Linked DNA regions of Mus musculus: all the other regions are linked to region 4. The links are chromatin contacts, called in public HiChIP or PLAC-seq and promoter capture Hi-C maps. All regions are on one chromosome and are shown on one strand. The core of a region is the stretch at or near the end of the contact, and the rest is flanking DNA. Distances in the headings are between cores, read along the strand shown.

Region 1 (3,640 bases), core at 471-2,970, 2.1 Mb after region 4:
AGTCTCCTCCCCTAGAGCCCATCGAAAAGCAAGAGACCCACAGCACTCAGGCATCAGACCACCCAGAACAAACGGAACTCACTGCAGAAGGGCCTCCAACAGCTTGGTGACATTGGAGGAGTAATGGAGAACAATCACTGGCCTCAGCAGAAGCTGGGATACATCCAGCTGCAGGAGACAGGCAGGGTCAGCAGGCTTCCGGCCCCTGTCCCCTCACCTGCTCACCCTCACAGTCCAAGCCAGGTTACCTCTCGGACCACACTGTGGTTTAAGATGAGGAGAAGCAGGGCAGAGGCTCCCAGGAAAAGGGCTCGACGCATCTGCAAGGGAAGACGGAAGGTGGGAGGCTGTCACACACCTGCCTTACCCACGGCCCCAGCTCTCAGGAGCCCGACATCTGGATAGACTAGCTATAAGCTCCCTGAAGTCAAGCCAAAGCTAAGGGATGGTTTTGGAGGCCGAAGAGATAATGACAGCCAAAGGCAACACACGATGGTTGTGGACTAAGGCAATATTTAGTTATGGAACATAGATCACAACATTTTATAGATGCTAACTTTCCTACACCATAGTTACATAAAGAATATTCTTGATTTTAAGAAATTTGTACATTATCATGTGTGTGAGAAACTTATGCTCCTTTCATTCTGTAGGATCCAAAATTCTTTTCATTGGCCCTAGTCCTAGCAAAGCAGCTCTCCACCCTTGCCAGCTCCTATCACCAGAGCAGGTCCACTTTCCCCAGCAAGTCTCTCCACCTCCTCCCCATCACACTGCTTTGATGCTCCATACTGGTGTTTGCTGACCCACTCGGGCCCAGGGCTTCTCTGGAAAGGCTCCTCATAGGCCACCTGTTAGCCTGGCTCTAGCAGATGTTTCGAATGCATTTTCTTTCTCCCCTTCCCTCAAACACCCTTTGCACCTGCTGGACCAGAGCCTTGGGATATGCCTTCTGGCTACTGCCTTGATTCTCTTGGTGGAACTGGGCGACCTGCTCTTTGCCCACATATGCCACTGCAATCCAGCCATCTACGGGTATCTCTTGCTCAGCATCCACGACATCCATCTGTGTAACGAGGAGCCATGAAAAGAAGGAGGCAAGGGGAATAGAAGAGGCAGCCCGGGTCTGCCACAAAGCACGCAAGGTCAGGGTACGGGTACGGGAATGAGTGTGGAAGGGGCATGTGGCTGTCAGGTTTGCCAACTCCTGAAGGCTGGGAAGTAGTAGCATTCTGGGCTGTCAAGGGCTAGCTTCTGGATGAAGACAGCGGGGTCTATCCGAGGGTCATGGCAAGTTTAGGCGGGGCTGAGCTCACCAGCAGCAGGCGGCCACCCAGCAGAGGTTCCGGACCGTCTTCCGGACCGATTCTGACGCCCTCCAAAACCAAGGCGTCCTGCCGCGGCAGTTTCACATCCACTCGCACTGAGCGGGCTCCGCCCCGTCCCTCCCCGGTCGCCGGCTCGCTGCCGTCCGCCGCCGCTCCCGGGCCCATCAGGCCCAGCCACAAAGGCAGCAGAGGCAGCAGTAGCAGCAGCGGCGACGGCGGCGATGGGGGAGGGGGCGGCAACGAAGGCGACCTCAGCGCGGGGCGATCGGCAGAGCCCATGATCCGACCGGAGAGGTGGCGAGGCCGTAGTCTAAGGTCCCGGGGACCGGGAGAACAGAGTGAGCCAGGCCGCGCCGGACAGGGCGGGGCTCGGCACCGGGAGGGGCGGGGCCGCAGCCGGAGGGGGCGGTGCGGGGAGGGGGGGGCTGAGTTGGTGCTTGACAGCGAGAGCGCCTCCTGGTGGCTCCTGAGAAACCTAATGTAGGAGGCCTGAGGAGCTGCGATGGAGCAAATACCTTAGAGCCTTGGAGAGCTCACCAAGTTGTCTGTCAGTGGAGATAGGTGCGGTTGTCTCAGGATTGGAGAAATGTAGGGGCGAGGGAGGTATAAGGGTCTGGGCTGATTGACCTACGGTGTTGTCAAGGCTATGTCTCATCCTCCTCTGGGTCAGTGTTCTTTCATGGGATCAGCGAGCAGGCTGCAGAGAATCACAGAAAGCAGATGGGGAGACTGAGGCCATGGTTTTAAAGGAGCAGGGAGGAGGGCTGGGCACACGAAGCTGTACAAACCAGGCAGAGCCATAGTGGCACGGAGCACTGGGCTGTCCTCGCCTGTAAAATGGACTTGATCTAAACCTGCACTGCCTTGCTTCTAACATGATCGCCAGTGCTTACTGGAATGAGAAGGTTCCGCTTTTGTCCGAAAATTTGTCCTTCAGCCCAGAGGTTTGTGGTTGCTGGTAGCTGGCTCAATCTGAAACCTGAGCCTTTTACAAATTGTACCCTGATAAAAGGGCAAAGAGCTAATGAGCTGCAACACCCCCTCCCACTTTGTAATAAAATATTAAAATCTACAGAAAATAGAAACCTGGTTAGCCACCAGGATGCAATGACTAAAATATTCCCAGAAGGAGACAGAGATGTAGAGAAGAAGCTCGGCTGGCCTGCAAACAGGGAATTGACATAAAATCAGTCAGCACATATGTAAAATTGGTTGTCAGAGGAGGTATTGCACTTGGGGACCTGGGAGGAGGTGCTATGGCTTGCTCTTTGCTAAATCACAACAAAGTTAGGTACCACCGGGAAAAGACGTGAAATTGGACCCCTACTGCACCGTGCATAAGGAAAACCATGTGAATTAAAGACTCAAATACAACTTTAACATTTTAATAGAGAACACGATTTTGATGATTTCAAGTGCTTGAGAGCTGTTTGTTTGTTTTTTTGGTCTTGTTTTTTTTGTTTGTTTGTTTTTGTTTTTGTTTTTTTGTTTTTTCAAGACAGAGTTTCTCTGTGTAGCCCTGGCTGTCCTGGAGCTCACTTTGTAGACCAGGCTGACCTCCGACTCAGAAATTTTCCTGCCTCTGCCCCCCAAGTGCTGGGATTAAAGGTGTGCGCCACCACACCCGGCTTGTTTGTTTTTAATGACAGAAAAACTACATTATGATGGGCATGCCTGTAATCCCAGCACTTGGGAGGGTAAAGCAGGAGTTTGAGACCAGCCTATTATACAGTGAGACCCTCTTTAAAAAAAAAAAAAGATGTTAAATGACGTGTGTAGCAACTGGAGAGATGGATCAGTAATTAGAGCACTGGCTGCTCTTTCAGAAGATCTGGGTTTAATTCCCAGCACCCACATGGACTGCGAGTTCACAATTGCTTGAGAGTCTCAGAGGATCTGTCGCCCTCTTCTGGCCATTGTAGGCTACTGCATGTGTATGGTACACTTCATGCCTGTGCAGCAGGCCAACACTCATAGAATAAAATAAAAATGAAAAAAGTTCTTACATAGAAAATAGGGTTGGTAGGATGTCTCAGTGGGTAAAGCCTGGTGACCTGAGGGCCTGTGTTTTATCCCTGGGACTCATATGACAGAAGAAGAGAGCCAACTCCTGCAGTGTCCTTTGGCCTTCACCCATGACTTGACATTCCCCCACTCACATCCATATTTTGACGTACATTTCCACACATGTGCCATGATACATGCGATCTCCTTGCATGCAGAACTAGATATAAAAATGTGCTGGGCAGTTTTATATCAACCTGACACAAGCTGGAGTCATATGAGAGGAGAGAACCTCAGTTAAGAAAATG
Region 2 (4,028 bases), core at 600-3,099, 2.1 Mb after region 4:
CTTTAGAATTTACCAGCAAACGTGACTGTTACGTCCAAGACCCCACAGATAAAACTGAGAATTCCTTTCCCACCCCCTCAAGACCTCACCCTTCCTGGGCCCCTGATCCCTGAGGAAGGGCCCAGGAAGGGTCCCTGATGATCTTGCCCCAACTGAAACACAGCCTAAACCCTCTCTCTAGGTTCCCACAAGCTCATACAGGGTGAAAGGTGAGAATGAGGGCTTCTCCTGGTTCTGAACTGGACCAGGCTTAGTCTAATGTGAGCAAGAAAGAAAGGTTGGAAGAGACAGATCCAGTGGGTGGGAGGAAACATAGGTCAGAGGCCTGGATTTAAAATTTTCTCCTTCTAAGGAGGAGGAGGCCTCGTGAATAAGAGACTCTTGGGGAGGGAGGGTGATATGGTGGAAGTGACATTTATATGGGACAGCTTCATGGAGTGGGTTCTTAAGATAATCAAGCACTTCTGTAAGTCCCAAGAACAGCTGGGGACATCCTGGGCAGTCACAATCAGTCAGAGGAGAGGGAGAATATATACTGGCGTAGGGCTTCCATGGTGCCTGTGAGGCTCTATAAACTGGGAGGTACACTATGACAGGGAGGCTTGTCAGTTCTGGGTATGGCGCTAGTCTCCTATCACAAGACAAGTGGAATGAAAGCAGGATCTAGAGGCCATCTTCCTGAAGAGACCACCAGATCGCATCCGCAGTCTCTGGGAGGGCGGGCTTCTAGGGGTTCTGCTGTGTACAAATCTGTAGCCCAACATGCTCAGCTTGGAGGGAAGGTGTTACTCCTGCCTCAGCTTTCTCTAATGGAAAGCTGGGTACCTGGTAGCTCAAGGGTGGGGTGCTGTCTCCCTCCTTCTCCAGTCCTAGATCTGGATTTGGGAAGGAAGGACATAAACACGGCAGCCTGGGAGTCTACTGGCTGGCTCCCCTGTGATGAAGCTGACAGGGGAGTCCTAGAGTTGAGGTGCCCTATAACTACTGGGAAGGAGTGTCGGCCCACCTGTTGCCTGTGACAATGGACAAAGCTGCCTTTTGGCAGAGGGTGTGTAATGAGGAGAGACCTTTCCATGATGAAAAGAAACTGGGAGTCAAGATGGGACCCTCTGGGAGGGGGCTGGCCAGTGTCAATCCTTCTGAGATATGTGTCTGGAGGTAAGGGTTAGCGCGACCTGGAATAGCTCGGAGTCCTGAAGTCTTAAGATTTCCTGGGGTGCCGATACTGAGGTGGCGAGACAAGGATTCTGTGGGGTAGGGGGAGATGGAGAATAGCTGTGGGCAAAGTATGGGGCAGCCATCTGTGCGCGTGTCAGGGGGTGGCAAAGCTTTAAGGCCAGAGTAACCTGCGAGATTATGAGCTGGAGATGGGAAACCCCCATCGGGGATACTCTCCTTGGAGGGTATGGATCAGTCGGTTTGGGGAAGACCAGGAGGAAGGGAATGGCCTTTCTGTTCGTAGGTAGAAAGTAGGCTGCCGCTTGCGGCGTATCTGTGGGGTTGGGACAGTGGAGACACGTTGGTGGGTCAGGCCCACGCCTGTGCTGGTCCCGCGCCCGGCCCAGACCCCAGAGCTACTCACGCGCCCTCGGCGCCCTGCGAACCCACGATGAATCCGAACTTGTCGATGCGGCGCTCGGCGAAGCCGTTGGCCTCCGAGTCGGAGCCGAGCGAGCTCAGCTCGTCGGCGGTGGCGGCGTCGGGGCCCTGGGCCAGGCTTTCCCGGGTCCCAGACAGGCTCCCGCCTGCTGCGGGCTCGCGCGGCCCATTCTCTCTGCTGCTTTTCGCCATATCGGCCGCGCCCGCCACCAGAGCGCCAGCGGCCACCTCAGCCGCCTGAGCCGCCCGGCCTCCGCCGACGCTGCCGACGCCCCTCCCACGCACTGTGCCCATTGGCTGCCACAAAGCTGGGGGCGGATACCCAGGGAGCTCCCACCACGCGCCCAATGGGTGCCGAGGGTCCCGAGCCTCGCCCCTCCTCCAGCCTGGCGCCAAGTGGACCGACGTGAGGGGGCGGGACAACCGTCACCAAGGGCCCGCCTTCCCTGGCTGCCAATCACAAAAACTCACCTGGACTAGCTCGTCTGGCTTTTCCGGGTTGGCCCGGAGCTGGTGTGTCACCTGCTGCTGCTCTCTGGCAGAAGGTCTAGGGCTTCCCTAGAGGTCCTAAGGTCTCTGCCTCCATGGGAAACAGGGTCGTGGGTAGCGCTACTTCGCCAGGTCATTTTCAAGAACAGTGATGAGACGCAAGTGGGCTTAGGGATCTGAACCACCTGGCTGTTCTGCTTAGGGGGATGCAAATTAGCTCGTGGGAGACCCTATAAGAATAATACAGAACAGCCGGGCAAGATGGCTCACGCCTTTAATTTAATCTCAGCACTTGGGAGGCAGAGGCAGGCGAATTTCTGAGTTCGAGGCCAGCCTGGTCTGCAGAGTTAGTTCCAGGACAGCCAGGGCTACACAGAGAAACACTGTCTCGAAAAACCAAAACCCAAAACCAAATTATATATATATATATATATATATATATATATATATACACATACACACACACACACACACACACACACACACACATATATATATATCAGACCTAAGCTCTACCTTTTTCTTCCCAACACCTTTCTGGTGAGGGTTGATTTGTATTGTTTTTCTTTGAGATAGGGTCTCCAAAGTGGCTTTGACTTTACTATGTAGTCTAGGGCCCTCCCTGTCTCCCAAGTGCTGGGATTACAGATGTGGGCTATCCTGCCTGACTCCCCAATAGTTTTATTGAAATATGGTTAGCATACCACCACTTCCATCTATTTAAGGTATATACATACTTCCTATATTTAAATTCCATCACCCCACCGACACACCTACACATGCACAAATACATAAAAATTAAAGATAAATTAGGCATGATAACAGATGCCTGTACTCTGTAGGCTAAAACAGTTTACAAGTTCCGGACAGACTGACTGGGCTACAAATAAAAATCCTATCTCAAAAAAAAAAAAAAAAAAAAAAGTACAAAGCTGGGCGTGGTGGTTTTTATCCCAGCACTCGGGAGGCAGAGGCAGGCAGATTTCTGAGTTTGAGGCCAGCCTGGTCTACAAAGTGAGTTCCAGGGCAGCCAGGACTACACAGAGAAACCCTGTCTCGAAAAAAAAAAAAAAAAAAAAAGGTACAGTCCCATGGTTCTTTAGCATCCGTACAGAGTTGTGCAAACATTGCATCCTCCTCCTAGGAAATTCTACCGAAGAAAAATGAAAATAATGCTACCTGGTCAAATAGAGAGAAAAAGAAAAGAAAAAGAAAAAATATTCAAATGACTTTCACCAATTAAGAGTGTATAAATGTGGTATGTCCATACAATGGACATAATTCAGCCATGAAAAGAATAAAGCACTAATAAGTATGCAATGTAGATATATCTTGAAAGCAAAAAAGAAAGGGTAAGCAAGACAAGACCCTGTCTTAAACAAAGAAACAAACAAAAACTGAACACACAAAATCATTAATAATCATAGATACTGGAATATCTAGAAGCAGCAAATCTGTAGGTACAAAGAATAATGGTTACCAGAGAGTGAGGGAGGACTGGAAATGACCTTTACCGAATAGGAGTTTCTTTGGGGGAAAATGCACTTTTAGTACATGTCTTTTAGTACTTTTATACTTGCCCAATTTTACAGGTAGGTAAACCGAGGTTCTATAAAGTCAAGTCAGTTGTCTAAGATCCCAGGTTAGTTTATGGCAGTTCTAGAACCTCAGTTGTCACAAAATGCTTCTATTAGAATTGGGCTAATTGAGACTGGAGAGATGGCTCAGTGGTTAAGAGCACTGACTGCTCTTATGTGAGGGTCCTGAGTTCAATCAAATCCCAGCAACCACATGATGGTTCACAACCACCTGACGCCCTCTTCTGGGGTGTCCGAAGACAGCTACAGTGTACTCACATGTAATAAATCTTTAAAAAAAAAAAAAAAAAAAGAAAGAAAAAAAAGAAAAAAGAAAAAGAATTGGGCCAATTACACTCCTAT
Region 3 (3,966 bases), core at 98-2,597, 2.3 Mb after region 4:
GCAAGTGCTTGTTTGTTCTTCCTTGGAGCCCAGTGAGAGGCACTGTGAGTGACAGATTTATGAGAACTCAGCACAGAACCCAGGAAGCAAAAGAGATGCCCAGGAAGGCATCTTTCCTCCAGTTTGGGCAAGAGGACTTCTGGGTAGGGCTGGGATCCTGAGACAGGGACCAAAAAACAAAACAAAACAAAACAAAACAAAACAAACAAAAACGCACACTGTGGTTTGCAGTGAACTCAGCCATTTCCCAACGGTGTGACCTTCAGCAAGTCACTGACTCCTTGAGCCTCAGTATCTTCCCTCTAGATAAGTAGCAAGGAAGCCTGAAGGCACAGTGCAGATCAGCTCACCCCCTCCAGAGAGGAAGAGATTGAGTTCTGATCGGCTCTCCCTCCACACCCCTTTCCTCCTGAAGATTTCCAGGGCATCCTCACCCTCAGCCCAGTAACCTCTGGTGTCAGGTGTCAGTCCCTGCAGCCAGATGTGTGCCTGTCATCACAACCAGCTCAGGAAGGGGCGGGGCGGGGGGGGGTTAAAAAGAGAAGGCTCATGTTGGCCTCTCACTAAGGGAACAGACCAACCTGAGACCCCCTTATGGAGCACTGGTCCATGGCTCCGGAACCGTGTAGTTGTTGCATATAGGATCTTTCCTGTCCTAACTAGACAAGTCTGTCCTTGTCTCCTGGACTCACCTCCTTAGGGGCACACATATGAGAGGCCTTCCCCAAGCACAAGAGTCTGTCATTGCCCAAGGCCCCCCTCTCCCCGGTTTGTACTGTGACAGCCGCCTCTTCTGGGAACGCAGGTAAGGAGCGGGGAGATTCCTGCCTCCTTCTCCACTAGGGCCCAGGCCACAATGTCCAAGAGGATTAATTATTAACGAACTCACAGCACAACAGCTAACCTTCTGGAGCCCCACCCACCCCATTTTTAGGGACTCCGGGGGTCAGGGGAGGAGGGGCACCCAGAGCAGGGCAAGCAATCAGCCAGAGCCTGCAGGATACAGTGTTGGTGAAGCAGCTCTGCAGCATTTCTATATCCCTTGCTGGGCAAACACGATCCATCGATCCAGTAGGCAAGATGTTCAGGAAGTAGGCTGAGGCAGGGCACAGCCAGCGTGAGTACAAGACCTCCCGACATACCTTTGCCCTGTTCTCCTTGGGCTCCGGGTGGCAGGGGTCGGCCCCGGCCCCCGCCGCCGCCGTGGCGCTCACTGGGCGGCGGGGCGCACTCGCCGGGACCCGGCGCGCTGGCAGGCCTGGTCCATGCCCCCGCCCCGCCGCCGCAGCGGCTGCCGCACCCCGCTCTCAACACTCGCCAGGTGAGGCCAGCAGCCTGGCCCGGCCCCTGACGCCAGAGCCAATGGGCGCCACGGCCCCCTCCCCCCCCCCACCCCCTTCCCGTCCTCTCCCCTGCGCCGCCTGCCCAAGAGGCACAGAAGCTGTATTCAGCTCCCTGGGGCGCAATATTGCGCCCCCGCCTCCGGCCTAACAAGGACTATTTGTCTCCGATGGGCCAAGGGGTCCATTGTCCTACTGCCAGCCCAGAAGGGAATAGAGGGTGCCTGGGGCTTGGTGGTAGTGTTGGGGAAGGGAGCCTGGGCTCTGGAGAAAGGGGGCAGGACTAGTTGCCAGCCTTTTATGGACAGCACTGGAGCTCCTCAGAATCCAGTGGAACATAGGTCTTCCTAGCTCCCTCTGATGAGCCAGGAACACATTTGTGGTATCCAAGAAAAACAGGTGAAGAAGCGCCAGGATCCCTGGGCCGAGTCACTTACATGGTTCAGCTAACTTTCCTCTTGAGGATACCTCCTCTAGAGGTCTGGGCAAGTAAGTAGGGGCCTGTTTGAGTTCAGACTGTCCTTCATCCTAAAGGAAAACCAAGGATGGGAACTAATTTGGAATTAACCCCAGCTGTGGGCACTGCAGAACCAGCTGGCCATCGGGTGGCACATGGGCCACGTCAGAGTCCCACTACCCCCGACATTTCTAGGCAACCGTGGAATGGGGAAAATTCCACATCAGCCTGGCTGCCAGGCATTCTTCCATATCTAATGGGCTTGCTGCTCTTTGTCCTTGTGGGCCCTGAGTCACCTCCCAGGCTATAGGTTATGACTTTGAAACTCCTAACCCTTTGTTCCTGCCTCTTGAAACTGCCATGCCAGAACATGGCATCAGATAGAGCCCCCTCCCCCCATCCCACATATACAGTGAAGCCACCAGTTTGGGGGACCTTGGGGTCCACAAGCCAAAGCCTGCAAAACTCTTGCCTTCCTCTTCAGTTGAGGTGCAGCCATGGCAGCACAAAGTCCACATATGGGGCCAATACAAAACAGGTCTGTCAGGCTATCAGGTCCTTAGATTCAGGGAGGGCAAAGTCCAGCCTACCCTGTTTAGGGTATCACCGCCTCTGGGGAATGGCTATGGGAAAGATGTCCTGGGAAGGACTGAATGATCAGAACCCTGACCCTGTCATGATACATGGACAGTTCCAGGTAAGGACCATCATCAGAGGTACCTGGAGTGAGGGGACAGGTCCACAAAGGTCACAAGCTGAGATACCAGCAGTGACCTCACTTGGATGGAAAACTAGGCTATTGCTGCCCTTAGACCTCACGCTCACCTTCCACCTGTACTGGCTTGTTTTGGGTCAACACAAGCTAGTCATCAAAGGAGCCTCTCAGTCGAGGAAACACCTCCATGAGATCCAGCTCTAAGCTGTTCGTGGTGGTGCACACCTTCAATCCCAGCACTCGGGAGGCAGAGGCAGATGGATTTCTGAGTTCGAGGACAGCCAGGGCTACACAGAGAAACTCTGTCTCGGAAAAAAATGGGAGTGAAGGGGTGGGGAAAGAGATCCAGATCTAAGGCATTTTCTCAGTGATCAATGGGGAGGATCCAGCCCACAATGGGTGTTGTCATCCCTGGGCTGGTAGTCCTGGGTTCTTTAAGAAAGCAGGTTGAGCAAACCTTGTAAAGCAAGCTACTAAGCAGCAACCCACCATGGCTTTTACATTAGCTCTGCCCTGAGGATGCAGCCTTGTTTGAGTTCTGTCCTGACTTTCTTCAATAACGGACAGCAACATGGAAGTGTAAGCCAAACAAATGCTTTTCTCCTCAGTCTGCTCTTTGGTTATGGTGTTTCATGTTTCATTGCAGACACAGAAACCCTAAGGCTGGTTGGTACGAGGAATGGGGTTAGCTGTGTTTGGGGAGGATTGTGGAAGGACTTCGGAATGTCGGGCTAGAAAAGGCATTTCCTGTCTGGAGCTCAGTGAGAAGTCCCTGAGGAGCTTAGAGTGTGAAGAACAGGACAGACAATAGAGGCCTGGCTCGTGAAGGGTTAGGAGGAAATTTAGACTCTATCAGGGTTATTTTCTATCATGAATTGAGATTCTGTTGTTCGGAGCAGCTGGAGCTAAAGTCAGCCACAATACACAAGAGAGCAGCAGCACCATTGAAGAGAAACCTTTGCGCTACTGGAACAGTCGATGCTGGTTAACCTGGAGCTAAGAGCTTAGTGAGAATTCAGACTAGAGCCTGCTGATAGTGGCACACCTTTAATCCCAGCACTTGGAGGCAGAGGCAGGCAGATCTCTGAGTCTGAGGTCAGCCTGGTCTATAGAGTTCTAGGACAGTCAGATCTACACAGAGAAACTCTGTCTCGAAATCAAACAAGAGATCAGCATCACTGAGGCGAAATCTTCTGGGAAGTGTTTTCTGAGAACAGATGTGTTCCAGAGGCATCCAAGGACTTGGTTATGTGTAGACATCTCCAAGGTGATACTGGTTTTGAAGACATAAAGAGGTCATGGAGAGCAGCTGATGACCTCTTTATCAAAGCCCAGGAGAGGCCTTTGAAGGTGCAGCCTCAGTGGCAGTTTAAGGATCAGAACTGAAGGGGTCATGCAAAGAAGCTGAAGGCGTGGCACCAAGAAGAGTCTACTCTATGCCTTGATTTTCCTTT
Region 4 (3,774 bases), core at 632-3,131:
GACTGGACCTGAGAGAGCGAGAGGCTAGAAAAGGCCAGGCCAGGCATCGATGGGTTTGTCCACAATAAACACATTGGAGCACCAAGCTCTGAACAAGCAAGTTTCTTTCCTGTTGATTCCTTTCCACCACACCCCCTATCCCCACCTTGGAAACAAACAGATTTCTGGCAGCATTCAGTTATGGCCAGATTCAGTCGTGTATGTGAGGGATATGGTAGGTAGGAAAATGACTGCCTCAAAGGTATTTCCATCCTAACTCCTGAAACTTGTGAATGCCATTCAGCATGGCCAAGATTGCTGACCAGATAACTTTAAAGTAGGGAGTTAGTCTAGATCAGTCATTCTCAACTTGTAGGCCATGACCCCTTTAGGGGTCAAATAACCCATTCACAGGGTCCACCTAAGACCAGCAGAAAAGACACATTTACATCATGATTCATAAGAGTAGCAAAATTACAGTTGTGAAATAGTAAAAATGATGTTCTGGATGGGGGTCACTTCAACGTGAGGAACTGTATTAAAGGGTAGCAGCATTGGGAAGGTTGAGAAGCACTGATCTAGATCATCAGTTTGAGCTCACTGCAGTCACAGGTGCCAGAGTCCAGCGTTTTGCAGTTAGGCTTCTAGCCCCACCTTAAGTCTCCCCCTTTTCCTCTCCTTTGCTGCTGATTGAGACTCTAAGGCATCATGCACGCTAGGGAAGTGCTCTACATTGATCCTGTTGCCCACTTAATGACCCCTTTTATTGGTCTTTTCCTTCAGCTCAGCCCCTCCTGTTATCAGGAGGGCTTTCCCTTTCTTAATAGGTGGTCACTATAAGACCCTGTTGGTAAATGTTTTTAGTCCCCACCAATCTCTTTTCTGTTATTGCCCTAACAATAGTTACAGCGCCCAGAAGAAATGGGCCTAAGGTCAACTGACACTTTTTTGGCTTTAGGTGTTTTAAGAGGTCCCAAGGAAGGGTGGTAGTGCATGCCTTTAATTCCAGCACTAGGGAGGCTGAGTCAAACCAGTCTGGTCTACCTACCAAGTTCCAGGCCAGCCACTACATAATGAGGCCATGTCTCAAAAAAACCAATCAATCAATCTTCCCCAGGCAGTGATGGCACATGCCTTTAATCTCAGCATTTGGGAGGCAGAGGCAGGCGGATTTCTGAGTTTGAAGCCAGCCTGGTCTACAGAGTGAGTTCCAGGACAGCCAGGGCCACACAGAGAAACCCTGTCTTGAAAAAAACAAACAAACAAACAAAAAAAAAAAAACAAAAAAAAAACAAAAACAGAAGAAAAAGTCCTAAGGACATTCCCTGGTAAGGAATTCTCAAAGAATGGGCCTTATTAACATGTGTAACAAAGTCTGATTTTCGTTTTCTGGGAAAGATGGTCCCAGGAAGGGTTCGAGTCAACTTGGCTCTTCTTCTAAGAGCTGTTAAGGATTGCACCGCGTGTTGGCAGTATTTGTGAAAATCTTCATAGTAGCTGAAGGCCTGATTTAACATTTATCTTAGGTTAGCAACTTGTGCCGCGATTTCTGCCCAGTGAGATTTGCCTCTGGTTACCCACAGAACCCTAATTCCTTTGCGCATGTGCCTAAGTGGCGGCTGCCTCCCTTTAGCCAAAACGCGGTCGATCCCAACCATAACCTAGCAAAGCCCTGCCCACGTCACTCTGTGGGTCAGGGAAGGCTGAGGCGCCAGAGAAGAGGCATCCACAATTCGGAGGGCGTTCAAGGGACAGCATTGCGGAACGCTCCTGCGCAGAGCCAGCACAAATTGGTAGCAACGTCGGACACCCAGGAGAAAGTACTTCCAGGAAGTGACGTACCTTCCAGAGCTGATTAGTTGTTGGTTTGTCCCGCCCTACGCGTGCGCACTGACAGCGTGGAGTCACGCCATGGAGGACCAAGAAGCGCTGGGTTTTGAACACATGGGCCTGGATCCCCGGCTCCTGCAGGTATGGGGTAGGCTGTGGAGCTGCTACCCGGTGTGCCGCTGTACTCCACGCCGCTTGAGCTGCGTCCTCTTCCTTCTTAGGCTGTCACCGATTTGGGCTGGTCGCGACCTACGTTGATCCAGGAAAAGGCCATTCCTCTGGCGCTGGAGGGGAAGGACCTCCTGGCCCGCGCCCGCACAGGCTCCGGGAAGACCGCAGCTTATGCTATTCCGATGCTTCAGTCGCTTCTCCACAAGAAGGCGGTGGGTAGCGAGAGGAGCAGTGAGTATGAGGCAGGACGCTCCAAAAGAATAGGGAATGAAGTGCCCGACTGTGCCAAGGTTCCTCCTATAGGTCCTGTGTCAGTGTTAGGCGGCCCATAGAGAACTTGGTCAATTTGCAGCTTAATCTCTGAGCTGGAGTTCAGGTTACTTGGCTCTCAACCCGGGCCTTGGTGCCACGACCGCCATCCTGTTGTAATTTTGAGTAACCTTTTATCTAGAGGGGGACTCATCAGCTCCGTAGTACGTTAAGTGATTTCAGCAAGTTCTAAATTTGAGTGCCTGGGAAAGCTCTGCCCCCTGTGCTGTGAGGTGGGCAGAATTAAGAGTTTATCAGGACACAGCTAGGTGGTTGTGTTGCAGTACATGGTTCTGACTGTTTGGGCGGACCCAGTACTTTGAACGGTCTTGAATTGGTGTTCTTACAGACAGGTCCTGTAATGGAGCAGGCTGTGAGAGGCCTTGTTCTTGTTCCTACCAAGGAGCTGGCACGGCAGGCCCAGGCCATGATCCAGCAACTGGCTGCCTACTGTGCTCGGGATGTGCGAGTGGCTAACGTCTCAGCTGCAGAAGACTCAGCTTCTCAGAGGTGGGTGAAACCTGCAGGCCTCCAAAGGGAGAACGCTTTGCAAGTGTGTGCCCTTGGTGGTGTGAGTGGCTAGCCTGGGCAGGTCTGCCAGGGCGAGGGTCTGGCTGCTAAATCCTTGCCACCTGCAGAGCTGTGTTGATGGAGAAGCCAGATGTGGTGGTGGGAACCCCATCCCGAGTGTTAAGCCACTTGCAGCAGAACACCTTGAAACTCCGGGACTCCCTAGAGCTGCTGGTGGTAGATGAAGCTGACCTTCTTTTTTCCTTTGGCTTTGAGGATGAACTCAAGAGTCTTCTCTGGTAAGGAAGAAACAGAAGTGGCTCCTAGACCTGCAAGGGTCTGGACTTGGGACTGGAGTGGAATGGGTGGGCTGGAGCCTGATCAAGCCCTGTTCTTTCTTTCAGTCACTTGCCTCGGATTTACCAGGCTTTTCTCATGTCGGCCACTTTCAATGAGGATGTACAAACTCTGAAGGAGCTGGTACTGCATAACCCGGTAAGTGGAGCATCTGGGACTGAGACCCAAGTCTCTGAACTTGTTGATCCTTCTCAGGAAACTTCTGGCGCTTGCGGGGGGACTATTTTTGTTAGGTATGTCTTTCCTAATTCTTAATCACTGAAAGGAAGTCACTTGAAGTCATTATATATTTATAGCTTTCCCTAGTCCAAACTGTGCTTTGCTTGGAAGTCACTTGGGGTCACGTTTCCAAAGGGAGCCAAATTCTAAGACCAGAGTTCCCCTTGTGTACATTTCAGTCTTCTACTTCCAGCCATTGTGCAGGCTTCTATTCTGTATCCTGTCTACTCCCAATGTTTGTCTTTGTGCTGTACACTGATGCTGTATGTATAGTTTGTTTCTAATACCACAATAGTTAGGGTACTTTTGAGTTCTTAGGTTACAGCCCTGAGGTGGGGTGGGGGATGGGGCAGTGGCTCACACACCAAAAACCCTTAAAGACATGTTCTATCCTGCACT
Region 5 (3,916 bases), core at 1,321-3,820, 2.1 Mb after region 4:
CCCTTGTCACTTTTTGAGTGGACCTTGTAGGCAGGTTCGTCTTGACTGCAGGTGCTCTTCTGTAACACCCCTCACCTCAGCTTCCTCCATACACCATGTGACTTGCCCATTAGAGGACTGACCAGCCCTTCTAAGAGAAGCCTTCTGCACGGGGGTTTAAATTGCTGGGGGCTGCAGAAGGGGCTGTTCTACTTTCTTTAGTAGGCTCTACACTGGCCCTGGGAGGCTGTAAGGCTCTTGAAGGCCTCACATCCAGCGAGGAAGGCAGCTCTGCCCTGTACCAAGCCAGAAGCCAAGTGACCAGGGACACCTGCACTGCCTAGAAACTCTGCTGAGGTCAGCCTCTGGGCCTGCCAGCCACATGCTACCCCTCCGCCCACCCTTCATCAGATCAGGAAGCCACACTAGGGGCACAGCAGGGTCCTTTCCTATGCCAAGAACAGGCCTATTGCCACCTGCCTTGTTTCTGGGTGAGGAGAGACAGGTGGGAGACCTGGATTTGAGGCAGCTGAGGTTTACCTCTGCATTAATGCCAGCATGAAGGAGGGGTCCAACTGATACTTTCCCATCGCCCAGTACCCTACATCTGTCATGCTATTGCTGACTTTGGGCAAGCCATGGCCTCCTTGAGCCTATTCCCCACCCTGGCCCCCATCCCTGCCGCTGTGCTGTTAGGCGAGGCCACATGAGCTTTGTGAGATGGGGCTGACTTCACTTTCCTTCCAGACCACCCCCAGCACAGAGCGTCAAGACCCTCCCCTTCTGTCCCCCCTGCTTTCCCCTCCAATACTTGTCATTCTTTGAGCCCAGGCTGGCCTTCCTACCTTAGCCCTGAGTGCTGTATTACATATGTGTTCCACCATGCTCCATCCATGTTTATAGGAGCAGGATGCAGGGTTTGTAGGACTCTGATAACTGAAGCAAGGCAGTGTGTCCCGTGGGTCTCACGGTCTAGAAGGTCAATGTTCCTAAGGAAGGTCGCACCAAGGTTTTAGGCACCACGTGTCCTGCCCCACCCTGGTCACTCTGCTGCCTCCACATCTCTGACTGTAGCTACACTTTGCACCTGCCACCAGAACTTAGCTCAGGCTACTGTGCCGAAAGAAGTTGAGGATTGTCTTCTTCTTGGCCATCTGCCTTGCTCTTGTGTTCTCTTTAGTAAGTTTGGGACCAAAAGGTGGTGTCTAAATATTCCTGGGTTCCAGAACAATGCCTCCTGCTTGGCATACAGTAGGAAGACAAAATGGCCCTGGCCCTGTGACCAGGTATCACCATGGAAGTAAGATCAAAGTGGCGAGGGCTCTAGCAGGAGAAGGCTATGAACTCTATTGTGTGAGCCAGAAGTAGTAACTGGGGGGCGGGAGGCAGTCTGATGGTATAGGCTGGACAAGAGGCTGCTAGGCTACAGCTGTCAGAGTCCACCCACTCACTAGTCAAACTTGTCACTAGCGGGGAGTCCGCAGGCTCTTGGCCAGAGCTGGGAAGCAGATAAGCACAGCAGGGCTGCTGTGGGCTCTGGCTTCCAGTGTGGTTTCCTCTCTGTCTAGCCTACGGCCAAGATCTGGCTAGGCAGCCAGCAATGGACAGCAAGGAGGTGGCCACAAGAAGTCAAACCTGAGAATTGTGTACATTAACTTCCATTAGCCTCCTGCCCATGATCACCCTCGGTTAGAGAAGAAGCAACAGTGCAGTGAGGCAAAGGACCCCGTAGACACCCGTGGGACACGGGCCCTCAAACCTGAGCCTCCTCACTTCCACAGAGGAAGCAGAGCATGCCAACTGAGATGTGAGAGCTTCAGGTGTGGCTCCCAGAGAGCAGGGAAGATCAGACGCAGAGACCTGGGTCTTAGTGGGGAGGCTGGTCTTCCTTTCTCTTCAGCTAGATGCCATGGTCTTTACCATGCCTGCTCTGCAGGTAGAGGGAAAAGGCTGTCCACTCCATTTGGTTTATTTGTTTGTATTCTGGGCTTGCCTCAAGCCCAATAAATAAGCTAAGGGTGATCAGAACTTCTGCTTCTCCAATGCTGGGATCTCAGGTATGTGTTGGAATGTGCCACTATGACCATGCAGTGCTGGGAATCCGACTTAAGGTCGTGCGCGTAACTCAGTGGCAAGCCTTCTGCCACTGAGTTACATCGGCAACCCTGGGGGTCAACTCTCACTCCCAAGCAGAGCTGGTAGTAGTGACCATAAGCAGATGGCAGAGTGAACACCACAGTTCCTACAGGCAGAAAGACGCTTAAGGGGCATCCCTTTTCAGTGGGCACCAGAGAGCTGTCAACATTTTGGGGTAAGGAAAGCTATGAGAGCAGCCCGGTCCAGCCTTGTGGAGTCGCACCTTAGAAGACGTCGTTTGCTAGAGCTTTCCAGCTTCCTCTTGGTTAGGATGAGGATCCAGACCCAAGTAGCTCCTCAGGTGTATGAGCAAGCATTCTGGCTCCAATCCAGGGCCTCTGCGCGTCTCGCCCCGCCCCTCGGGCTCCTTTAAGAGGCGGGTCTTGGCCGCCAGCCCCGGGGCCTCGGCCAAAGACTGGGACTTTACTCCAGCGGCTGCGGCGGCGGCAAACGAGTCGGAGCTCCATCAGCTGCCGCAGGCACCGCGCCCCAAGGCTGAGCCACGATGAGCGGCAGAGTCGGTGACCTGAGCCCCAAACAGGAGGAGGCACTGGCCAAGGTGAGCTTGCTCTTGGTCTGTCTGTGGCCCTCGCTCCTGGCTGAAAAGCGGCTGTAAGGGACTGTCCTCGCGGGCGGGCGACTGATCGCCCCCGCTTGGCTAGTGCCCAGCGGACCGCTTCTCCTTCAGGGTGAGGACCTCGGGAAGTTTGGTCATCGCGATCTTCAGCATGAGCAGCCCCAGAGGTGCCCCCTTGGGAAGAAGTGGTTGCTTGGAAGCCTTGGGAGGCAGCTGAGGGCACAAAGGCAACATTCATCCTCCGGGCTGGCAGGGACTGGTAGCAGGGCCGTGGGACAGGGGCAGGGCCCCAGGTTTCCTCCCATTTCCGGGAGGTTTTTCTCTTTTGGGGCAGTGGCATATGGAAGGGTCCCTGACAGTTCCTTGGCAAACTCCCCCTAGCTCTTTCAAGGCACTAAGTCACTGTGCGACCTTGGGCCAAACCCTGTCCTGTGTGCTGTGCTCTTCGATGAAATTAGAGGAGTTGTCTGTCGGGCACCTCTTGTGTGTGAAGTCTAAGATGTCCGGGATTCACTAGGTTGGAATCCTTTCGGAGAGAAGAGCTCTCCCCACCCTGGCAACCCAGACCCTTGCCTGAACTTAGTGATGCCACTCAAAAGGAAAGGACCTGACCAGGCTTTGCCTTGGCACCTGGGCAGACAGGGACTTATCTACTCCATTCAAGTTCGGGAGCTGGCACTTCTGGCCAAAAGACTTTATCTCCTCAGTTGCACGGGATCAGAATTGATGGGGTCCAGCCCCAGTGTTCCCAGTTGTGCAGTTTCTTATTTATTCCAGAGTGTGGCAGCAGATGTGGCTGCTGTGTGTGACTTTTTTCCCATGCCAGGTTTGCTGCTGACGTGCAGGCTAAGTCTGTTGGGCATAGGTTTGGTGGGGATTAAGCCAGGGGCTAGGTGAGGTCCTTGGTGAAGGGTGGCCTTCTGCTTGTTGTTTAGATGACCATTGTCCTAACTCTGGGAGCTGCTTTTGGGGGATGGGAGGGTCTGATTAGACCTAGCTGACCTAAGGCAAAGGGCAGAGGTGGCCAGTCCTCATTGGTCCTCTCTGGAGGTGTCCTACAGGTCAGTAACCAGATAAAGGTCTCTGCTGTTGTAGGAGGCTTGGGGCTGCCTGTTTACTACTGGGTAGTGAGAGATCAGGGATAGGGGTGGCTATCCTGGGTCACTGTCCACCTCCCTTGGTGGCTTTCCTAGTATGTTTCCCTTTTGTGGCCACCTGCAGGAG
Region 6 (4,137 bases), core at 1,387-3,886, 2.4 Mb after region 4:
TTTCTGCTTCAGCAATCTGAGGTTACAGGCATGCACCACCAAACCTGGCTGGACTGCGAGGTTAAATGCTATAGCAACACTTTTTCTGGCGTCATGAAAAGCACCATCTGCTGTGCTCCTGCAGCAACAAAAGTCGAAGTTCAAGTTCAGACCTTGGTGTACTGGAGTTACTGGTGGGCTGGCTTACAGTGGGATCATCAAACGGGTCTCCTTCTCGTAGATGTCTGGGATCCGTCCCATTGGCGAGTCCATCATCTGCATTGTATTCTTGCCAAAGAGCTGCAACTCGTAATGGATGAGCTGCTCCCAAAAGCCACTGTTGGGCCGGATGATGGGCCTGCATGACTTGGTCCAAGTGTGGGCATCTACAAGGGACATGGCATGGTACTTCATGAGGTAGGCGAGGCACAGCGCAGCTGAGCGGCTCACCCCAGCAGCACAATGCAACAGTGTGCGGCCCTTCTGCATCTCCACCGAATGGATACGGTCGGCAACGGAATCGAAGAAATTGGAGAGGCGTGCGACGGGCGCATCGACCACAGGCACCTGCACATACTGGATATCCTCGTAGAAGGTGTTTGCTACCTCTACTGAGACGTTGATGACTGTGGTGATCTGATTGCTGGACAGTAGGAGCTTGTTGTTGGCAGCCACACCATTGCTGATAAACAGGCTCTTGGTGATCTGCGAGAGGCCTCTGATCGAAGGCTGGGGGATCTGAACTGGGAAGGCACTCCACGGTGAAGTCATCAAAGTGGAAGTCGACAGTCCGTGCCGTATTAAGCTTGCATCTTTCTGCTAGGCTGTGCCCACTGAAACCTGCAGGACGGAGGAGGAAGTTTGGAGGGCAAGAACCCATCAATCGAGAAGCACAGCAGAGAACTCAGTGATTACACCAACATTCACATCACTGAGCCAGAACTGTTGCCCAAGTGCTGGGGGTCTTTTCACACAGAGGAAGGGGGCCAGCCATGGCCAGAGAGACCGTGAACAATGGAAGGGACGGGCCTTAGGTCTACTGGGGTGGTTTCAGGAGAAAGAGGGTGGTTAGGAGCTGAGGGAGTAGAAGCCACTGAAAGAACATTAGGGTGGATATGTTCCGATTACGTTAAGTAGAACTGGACCCAAAGGTTAAAGGTGACAAGAGGGAAAGTGATATGCCAAGTCTTTCCATCTTCTCATAACCAGCCAGCAAGTCTAGCTGTTTTCAGCACACATGACTGGTGTCATCTACATACAGCACAGCTAGTGGAAACTCATGTTCTCTGCTCAGCTGTGTGACTTCCAACATTAATGACCTCAAAGTCAACTGAGAGCAAGTAGAAAAGAGCCTTGGTGATGGTCACCTGGAACTGCAGCATTCAGGAGGTAGAAGAGAAAGGTGGGGCCCTTGCTTTATGGGTCCTGCCCCCCAACAAAGAGCTGAGGAAACAAACTACAGGGTTTTTTGTTTGTTTGTTTTGATTTAATTTTTTCCTTGTCACAGAAACAAAGCTGTTTTCTTAAAATTAACCTTTGAGAAATCAGGATTTCCCAGGCAGGCCAGTTTCAGCTAGCATAAGGTCATGGCCTAACTTATCCTCTCAGAATGAAAAGTCATTCAGGTAACCTCAGGCCAATCAGTTATTTTTCCACTGTTCTGTCTCCCTGTTCCTGCCTTCCAAGGAATGTGACTTCCAAGTGACATTTGGTTTTGTTTCTGCTCTCTTCAGTCCCTTCAGAGGTAAAGTTAAAATGCAAAGCTTGTGGGAATGACAAATAAAGGCATTTGTTATAGAGTTGCAAAGATAGTAAGAAGCGATCACAGACAGTAGGACATGGTAGAGCAGACCTGGAAGCTGAAGCAAGATGTGGTGTTCCTGACCAGACTACTGGAACTCTTTCAAGAGTTTCAAGAGGGGGAGGGGGAGGGGGGGGGAGAGGGGAGGAGAGGAAACAGAAACGTCATCTCCATTTTTTACATTTTACAACCAACCAGGCTTTTGGCATCTAGTTAATTTGTAGCCGTGAAACCTGAGACTCGAGGAAAACCAGTTTTGTTCATCATTAGACAGCAAGTTCTGAAGGCTGATATTTCTGGTGGATTACACTTTCTGGAGAAAGTTGGCAAATATAGGTGGGGCGCTGGTTAAATTCTGGGTTATAAACGTGGAACAGAGTCCACAAGTAGATGAGTGGAAGGTGCCACAACAAGCCTAGGAAGCTTGGCCTCTCTACGTGGTGACAAGACTCAAACAATCTTACCTCCTTCCCTCAGTGCCCCCGAAATCTTTCAGGGCAGAGCCGCGGACGACCCTCTCCAAGAAAGAGAGGGCCCTTCATGATTCCGGACCTTGGTAGCAACGGCTTCTCCTCGCGGAACAATGGGCAGTTCGGGGCTTAGGGGGACCCCGCGACTGATTCTGTACCTCGAAGGACTACGCAGTTCCCAGGCGTTTGGGAAAAGCTGGGTGGGCTGCCTGTCTTCACAGAAATGCGCCAAGTAGCCAGAAGGACCATTGCTACACCCACCGCCTGCACGCCCCGCCCACTCACCCTTCGTCTCCTAGGCAACACGCCCAACAGAGCCTCACAAAGAACGCCTAAAGACTGTCACGCGGTCTGCTTGCCGGTTGTCTCCCAGGCAACGCACTCCAGTGTAGATAGTTGCTCTGCGACCGCGTGTCTTTCCACCATGGTTTTAGGTCTTGCTAGCTTTCCTGAGTCGCTCTCTAGCCAGTCAGAGACCGCTACACAGCCCAGAAGGCCTTCAGTCAAATGGGACTTGGGCTCGGATTACAGGAAAGGTACCGAAGAGACTACCGCTTCTGGTTCGAACTTCCGGCGCGAGAGACTGGACAGCCAGCCGGATCTTGGCCTCCACGTCCAACCACAGATCTACTTCCTGCGGCCGCGGTCCCCACTCCCCAAGTTGTTATTCAGGTGTGGCTCGGGTATACAAAGCAGTTGTCAGACCCGGGACCCCGTAAGGGAATCCGACTCACTTTGTTCCAGCCGTGTCCCCCCCCCAACCTCCGCCCTTAGATGTTCCTCTGATCGCAGCAATGTCTCCGATCGCAGGATTTTTCAGACTCAGGCCAACCCGTAGGACCTTCAGAAGCCCGTTTTCTGGGCCGAAGGCACTGTCCCGTTTCTAGCCTTCCGAATGAATCCTGACCCTGGCGTAGTGTAGGCTTGACGTCTGCAATTGGTCTCAGGCTCCAATCGACTTGGCAACTCCAGGCCTTCCCATTCTCCAGCGTCCTTGAAAAGCCTTCAGTTCCCCAATGTTTGACTCCAATCCTGTCCCCCTTCTTCAACCGGCATCAGCCAAGGATGTAACAAGTCCTACAGAGGATTTATTATGGAAACACAATTTGTTTCAAAAATGACCAGTATTTATTACTTGATAAATTTGGTGCATCACTAAGTAAAGAGGGTCTTTAAATATTTAGTCTCTTTTTGGTTGAAAATAGGACTTAGACTTGTGTGTAAATTCCTGACCGTTGACTCTGTCTTCCCATCCGCACCTGGGTATGTTGAGTCATCCTGCATAAAAACCAGAAAAGTGGAACTGGGTAGCTTTCAATGTTCGTTCCTTTGTATTAGCAAGCACAGCCTGACCACAGTTGTTCCTAACTCATAGGAAAATGAACTGGAGAACGTTATTAGAATCCCCCTAAAGGTGCTTTGTTTTCTTCTTAACTGAACGTGGTTGCACACGATTGTAATCAAGCACTCAGGTGCTGGAGGCAGGAGGATTGGAAATTCAAGGTCACTCTCAGTTCAAGAGGGAGTTCTAGGCCAGCCTGGATACACGAGACCTTGTCACAAAATATACATCTTTTTGTTTGTTGGGTTTGGTGGTGGTGGTGTTTTCTGTTTTTTTGTTTTTGTTTTGTTTTTGTTTTGTCTGACTATGAATGTATTTTATGATGATCTTATTCTGATGTGCTAACCAATAGAGACTGAGTTTAGTATAAGTTGTTATTTGTATTCCTTCTGTTCCTGTGTGTATCAGACAGCCATTTCTGTTTCAGTCAATTCATGTGTGGTTCTTCCCTTTTTGCTATTGTTTGTTTGGGAATCTGTATTCAGAAATACTTCACCAGCACGTATGTCATTTCCCTGGTTTCCTTTAGAGTGGTTTGCCAATCA
Region 7 (4,144 bases), core at 1,644-4,143, 2.4 Mb after region 4:
AAGAGGATCTAAGCCACTCCCCACCTGGGAGCAGGAAGGGAAAAAAAACCTCCCCTAGGGAGGCTGCTAGTTTGAGTTTGGCCCTGCCTGATCCCACAGGTCTTTCATGAAGACTGCCCCATAGCCTGAGGAACAGGCTGCTCTTGACTTCCTCTACATAAAGAAGTCTGCTGGCTATGGGTGTTGTGAGTACCACTGCTCTGGGACCAGGGTCCCACAAGAAGGACCTCCATGGCCTGCTGTGGCTCTGACCTGCACACCCAACCCCTGCTCTCTGTTATGAGAGTGGTGGTCCCAGTGGTCATAAGGCAGCCTTTGGTCATCGGCAGGGCCATCCAATACAATTAAAGCCTTGATTTACCTGACATGGACGTAGAGTCCTGGTGCCTCGTGTTCATGCATGGGGGGAGGGGGAGCAGAGATCTCTGGGGAGTTACTTGTGGTTACTCTCCTGTGTATCACATGGACAGTTGGCATAAACAGAGTTGACTCCATCTTTCTTAAACAGTGTGTGAAACAGCCCTGTGGGGCGTGAGCATTTGCATCTCTCGCTATAAATATGGGGAAAACAGGGATTCATCCAAGGTCTCAAGATGAACAGTGCTGCTATAGGAAGTGATGTCAGGCAGGAGACATGACACAGATATGGCTGCTGATCCTGATGGACCAAGAGAGATTTGCTGGGGACTGAGGCTGTACTGAGTAGCAGAACACTTGCCTGGTATGCACAAAGCCTTGGGTTGTGTTCCCAGATGCACAAAGCAAGAACTAAACACTATTTGATGGACTAGGGATGTTGTTCCATTGTAACAGTACCTGCCTAGCATGCACAAAGCCCTGAGTTTAGCACCATATAAAGTCAGGCTTGGGCTGGAGAGATGGCTCAGTGGTTAAGAGCACTCACTGCTCTTCCAGAGGACCTGAGTTCAATTCCCAGCAAACATATGGTGGCTCACAACCATCTGTAGTTGGATCCGATGCCTTCTTCTGGTGTGGCTGAAGACAGTGACAGTATATTCATATATATAAAATAAATCCTAAAAAAAAATAAAGTTAGGCTTGGTGGCACACACCTGTAATCCTCGTGCTTGGGAAGCAGAGGCAGAAACATGAGAAGTTTAGGGCTATCCTTTTCTGCAGAAGGGATTTGAGGCCAGCCTGGATCTTTATCTCTTTCTTAAGATGGGGCTTCAGGCTGTGTCACCTATGTCAGCAGCTCTTCTCCAGCCTGGTTTCTGACTCAGAGCTGTGGGGTGGTGCTCTGGTCTATAGTGTGTTTGTCACTGTGGTCTCCTCATAGGTCACATACAGGACACTTGAGCCCAAATATAGAAATGACCCAGTCAGGCTTGAAGCCCGAAGAAAAACAGACCATACCTCTCTCTGCAGCACAGTCACTAGGGAGAGGTTCTTTTTTTGCTTCCCAGCCTCCCTCAGAAGTGTTTCCTGCACCCCTGGCTTCGCAGGGAGGTGGGCCCCTCATACAGTAGGGCTCAAATTTGAGGGGTGCTGTGGGAGGCATAGGCTGCTCTGAGATCTTGAGTAGACCCTAAGGAACGTGAATGAGCCCTCTACCCCAGTGATATCCTCCTTGAATCCGGGCCTCCTGGCTCTGGATCCACAGTAAAATACAGTCTGATGTTGAGACAGGTTAAAATGGGTTTCTGAGGCTAGAGAGATGCTCAGTGGTTAAAAGCATTTACTGGGCTGGAGAGATGGCTCAGCAGTTAAGAGCACTGACTGCTCTTGAGTTCAATTCCCAGTAACCACATGGTGGCTCACAACCATCTGTAATGGGATCCGATGTCTTCTTCTGATGTTTCTGAAGATAGCTACAGTGGTGTATGCATATACATAAAATAAGTCTTTTTTTTTTTTTTAAAGCACTTACTGCCCTTGCAGAGGACCTAAATTTGGTCTTTAGCACCCACATAGTAGTTCACAGCCACTAGTAACTTCAGATGCAGGAGATCTGATGCCCTTTTGGCTCTGCAGGCACCGGCCATGCACATGGTGCGCACACTCACATGCAGGCAAATCACTCATCCATATAAAATATCTAACAAAAAAATTGTTCAAGGAGCTGGAGAGATGGCTCAGCAGTAGGAGAACTGGCTGCTCTTCCACAAAATCCAGGTTAATTCCCAGCACTCACATGGCAGCTCACAACTGTCTGTAACTCCAGTTTCAGGGGATCTGATGCCCTCACAGACATCCATGCATAGTTACAGATAGACAGACAGGCTAAACACCAATGCACATAAATCTTTTTAAAATGGGCACAGAAGTGGGCAGAGGCACCTGCTTGTAATCTCAGCATTCCCATACAGACATTCACACCACTAATAATAAACAAAAAATTTAAATAGGAAGAAATGCTTTTTAATTCAAAGAAGCTTAGTGGATAATGGATTAAAAATCCCAGAGGAATATAGTTCACTGAAAGCCCAGATTCCTCTTCTTAAAAAATGTGTGTGTGTGTGTGTGTGTGTGTGTGTGTGTGTGTGTTGGAGGGGGGAGGGGAGAGGCTCATTCAGTTTCCCTCCCATAACTCTTCTTGGAAAAACTATCTAAATGCCCCAGATTTTGATCCTTTCCCTGGAAGTCTCCTACCTACACTCTCTGCCCTTCAACTTGGGTTACTCAGCAGAGATCTACGGGTTCCCGCGGGTATCAGACTCATCGGAGGCAAGTGTGACAGTGTAGATTCCTGGTTCATCTGGGACAGAGATCTGATTTAGGTCTCAGGTGGGACTGGCTTATTTTCACCTGAATTTCTTTGGGAAGGGATTAGGAACGCTTGCAACAGTGCGGAGTCACGACCACCAGAGGGCGCTGCGGGCCGGGCTACACAGTTGCGCTTTGCGATCTTGTTTCTCTAGGCAGGTTGTCATCCAGGACTTGTTTGACAACAGAGCCGGGTGAGGCCTGTGCAGGTGAGCGGGAGCTTCCCCAGAAATCCAATTACCGGAAAGAGTCCAGGATGGACCTTGATTCTTGCTCACGCGTTGGGCTGGGAACAGGTCCCTGGGTTTCAGCTGCTTACCCTAACCTGAATTCAGGTGGGAAACCCGGGAACCATCCAGGATTCTGCTCCGTGGGCCTCATGAAACCCAGCTGTGAGTCACCTCGGAATGCCTAGGGAGCAGCACATAAAGTCGGCTAGCTCGGGATGGATGCCGGCCCGCTGTACCCTGCTTCCCGGAGCTGTGGTTAGCTTTGGTGATTCATTTCCCCTTCTGCTGCCCCAGAGGGGGCGCCGCCCTGGTTTGAGAGGGGGAGAAAAGATCTGGAGTGGAATGGAGGGGGAACAAGATGAGGCAGCCTTAAGGGACCACGTGGTCTAGCTCCGTTGAATTCCAAGATCTCAAGGAGACCTTTGTGGTCTGGGATCAGGTGATGTGGTATGTCTCACTTCAACGCCCTGCTTCTCGACGATGGCAGACAGCTTGGGGACGGCTCTGCAGAGTGCCCAGGGTTTCCAGCACTGGATACTGGTCTTTTTAAGGAAGGCTCTACTTGGCGCTGGAGACAATCCGGATTCCGGTTGGTGGCTGGTACAACCCACACTCTCCACTAAGGGATTCGCGGCCGCAGCTGCGCAAGCCAAGTCGGGAGGCGCAAAGGCTGTGGGAGGGGCTAGACGTCCGCCGGGCTCCGGGGCTGGTACTCGTGGGCGGGGCCCGGGCTGAGCCCAACTTTCCGGGTGGAGCGCAGCTTCGGTAGCGGCGGAGAGGGCAGGGCCGGGAAGCGCTGAGCCGCGCGGGACTCGGGAGGGACTAGAGCCCGGCGCCCGAAGCTGCCAGATCCACCGCGGGAGCCGAGCGGCAGCCAGAACAGCCAGAGCATCCTGAGAGGCTGCAGCCAGTCCGAGCTCGCGATTCCGCGTCCGCCGGCCTATCGGCGTCTATTCCCGGTCCAGTAAAAGGCTAAAGGGGGCTGGGGGAGGGGAGCGACGGCTGCAACCTCCGTTCCCACGCTCGGAATATTATCGACCCTGCCAGACCTGGTCCGGGCCTGAGCACCAAACACGCAGGCGGTCGGGGTCAGTCAGTGACCTCATCCTGACAGTCTGGGGACCAAAGATGGAAAAAGACAAACGGATTCGGTGTGAAAGCATCGCGTGAGCTTAGGGCGCGGAGAA

Evidence for each region. Promoter capture Hi-C pulls out the DNA fragments that hold promoters and counts their contacts. HiChIP or PLAC-seq counts read pairs in DNA pulled down with a chosen protein or histone mark. Capture Hi-C pulls out chosen DNA fragments and counts their contacts.
Region 1: a contact with region 4 is called in an H3K27ac HiChIP or PLAC-seq map of double positive thymocytes, with 17 times the contacts expected there. The contact joins the promoter of Rnf215 here to the promoter of Ddx56 in region 4. A contact is called at or near these places in 1 of 39 promoter capture datasets (liver) and 1 of 115 datasets of contacts at active chromatin or transcription factors (double positive thymocytes).
Region 2: a promoter capture Hi-C map of liver shows a contact between it and region 4, with 5 times the contacts expected there. The contact joins the promoter of Tbc1d10a here to the promoter of Ddx56 in region 4. A contact is called at or near these places in 3 of 39 promoter capture datasets (cranial neural crest, liver and pre-B cells), 1 of 115 datasets of contacts at active chromatin or transcription factors (embryonic stem cells) and 1 of 9 other capture datasets (liver).
Region 3: a contact with region 4 is called in an H3K27ac HiChIP or PLAC-seq map of embryonic stem cells, with 6 times the contacts expected there. The contact joins the promoter of Gal3st1 here to the promoter of Ddx56 in region 4. A contact is called at or near these places in 2 of 39 promoter capture datasets (both in liver), 1 of 115 datasets of contacts at active chromatin or transcription factors (embryonic stem cells) and 1 of 9 other capture datasets (adipose tissue).
Region 5: a contact with region 4 is called in an H3K27ac HiChIP or PLAC-seq map of hepatocytes, with 36 times the contacts expected there. The contact joins the promoter of Sec14l2 here to the promoter of Ddx56 in region 4. A contact is called at or near these places in 1 of 39 promoter capture datasets (liver) and 2 of 115 datasets of contacts at active chromatin or transcription factors (astrocytes and hepatocytes).
Region 6: a contact with region 4 is called in a promoter capture Hi-C map of adipose tissue, with 6 times the contacts expected there. The contact joins the promoter of 4921536K21Rik here to the promoter of Ddx56 in region 4. A contact is called at or near these places in 1 of 39 promoter capture datasets (embryonic stem cells), 1 of 115 datasets of contacts at active chromatin or transcription factors (astrocytes) and 1 of 9 other capture datasets (adipose tissue).
Region 7: a contact with region 4 is called in a promoter capture Hi-C map of adipose tissue, with 8 times the contacts expected there. The contact joins the promoter of Slc35e4 here to the promoter of Ddx56 in region 4. A contact is called at or near these places in 1 of 39 promoter capture datasets (liver), 1 of 115 datasets of contacts at active chromatin or transcription factors (astrocytes) and 2 of 9 other capture datasets (adipose tissue and liver).

Annotation. Positions count from the first base shown.
Region 1 is chr11:4,133,240-4,136,879 of GRCm38.p6, reverse strand. Rnf215 (ring finger protein 215) reads right to left here and starts at 1,720. Exons shown (of 9, transcript NM_027859.3): 1 at 1,317-1,720; 2 at 923-1,066; 3 at 249-320; 4 at 83-168. The coding sequence starts at 1,607.
Region 2 is chr11:4,184,654-4,188,681 of GRCm38.p6, reverse strand. It overlaps Tbc1d10a (TBC1 domain family, member 10a), which reads right to left and starts at 1,849. Exons shown (of 9, transcript NM_134023.1): 1 at 1,583-1,849. The coding sequence starts at 1,791.
Region 3 is chr11:3,981,017-3,984,982 of GRCm38.p6, reverse strand. It overlaps Gal3st1 (galactose-3-O-sulfotransferase 1), which reads right to left and starts at 1,347. Exons shown (of 4, transcript NM_016922.3): 1 at 1,143-1,347; 2 at 1-42.
Region 4 is chr11:6,265,836-6,269,609 of GRCm38.p6, reverse strand. It overlaps Ddx56 (DEAD box helicase 56), which reads left to right and starts at 1,881. Exons shown (of 14, transcript NM_026538.3): 1 at 1,881-1,950; 2 at 2,031-2,192; 3 at 2,639-2,799; 4 at 2,928-3,098; 5 at 3,204-3,294. The coding sequence starts at 1,891.
Region 5 is chr11:4,117,383-4,121,298 of GRCm38.p6, reverse strand. It overlaps Sec14l2 (SEC14-like lipid binding 2), which reads left to right and starts at 2,570. Exons shown (of 12, transcript NM_144520.2): 1 at 2,570-2,674. The coding sequence starts at 2,621. It overlaps Gm51934 (a long non-coding RNA gene), which reads right to left and starts at 2,950. Exons shown (of 3, transcript XR_003949841.1): 1 at 2,339-2,950.
Region 6 is chr11:3,893,625-3,897,761 of GRCm38.p6, reverse strand. 4921536K21Rik (RIKEN cDNA 4921536K21 gene) reads left to right here and starts at 2,636. Exons shown (of 3, transcript NM_026150.3): 1 at 2,636-2,922. The coding sequence starts at 2,675. It overlaps Dusp18 (dual specificity phosphatase 18), which reads right to left and starts at 2,522. Exons shown (of 2, transcript NM_173745.5): 1 at 2,245-2,522; 2 at 1-819. The coding sequence starts at 750. The coding sequence ends at 184.
Region 7 is chr11:3,913,413-3,917,556 of GRCm38.p6, reverse strand. Slc35e4 (solute carrier family 35, member E4) reads left to right here and starts at 2,893. Exons shown (of 2, transcript NM_153142.3): 1 at 2,893-4,144. It overlaps Tcn2 (transcobalamin 2), which reads left to right. Exons shown (of 10, transcript NM_015749.3): 10 at 1-477.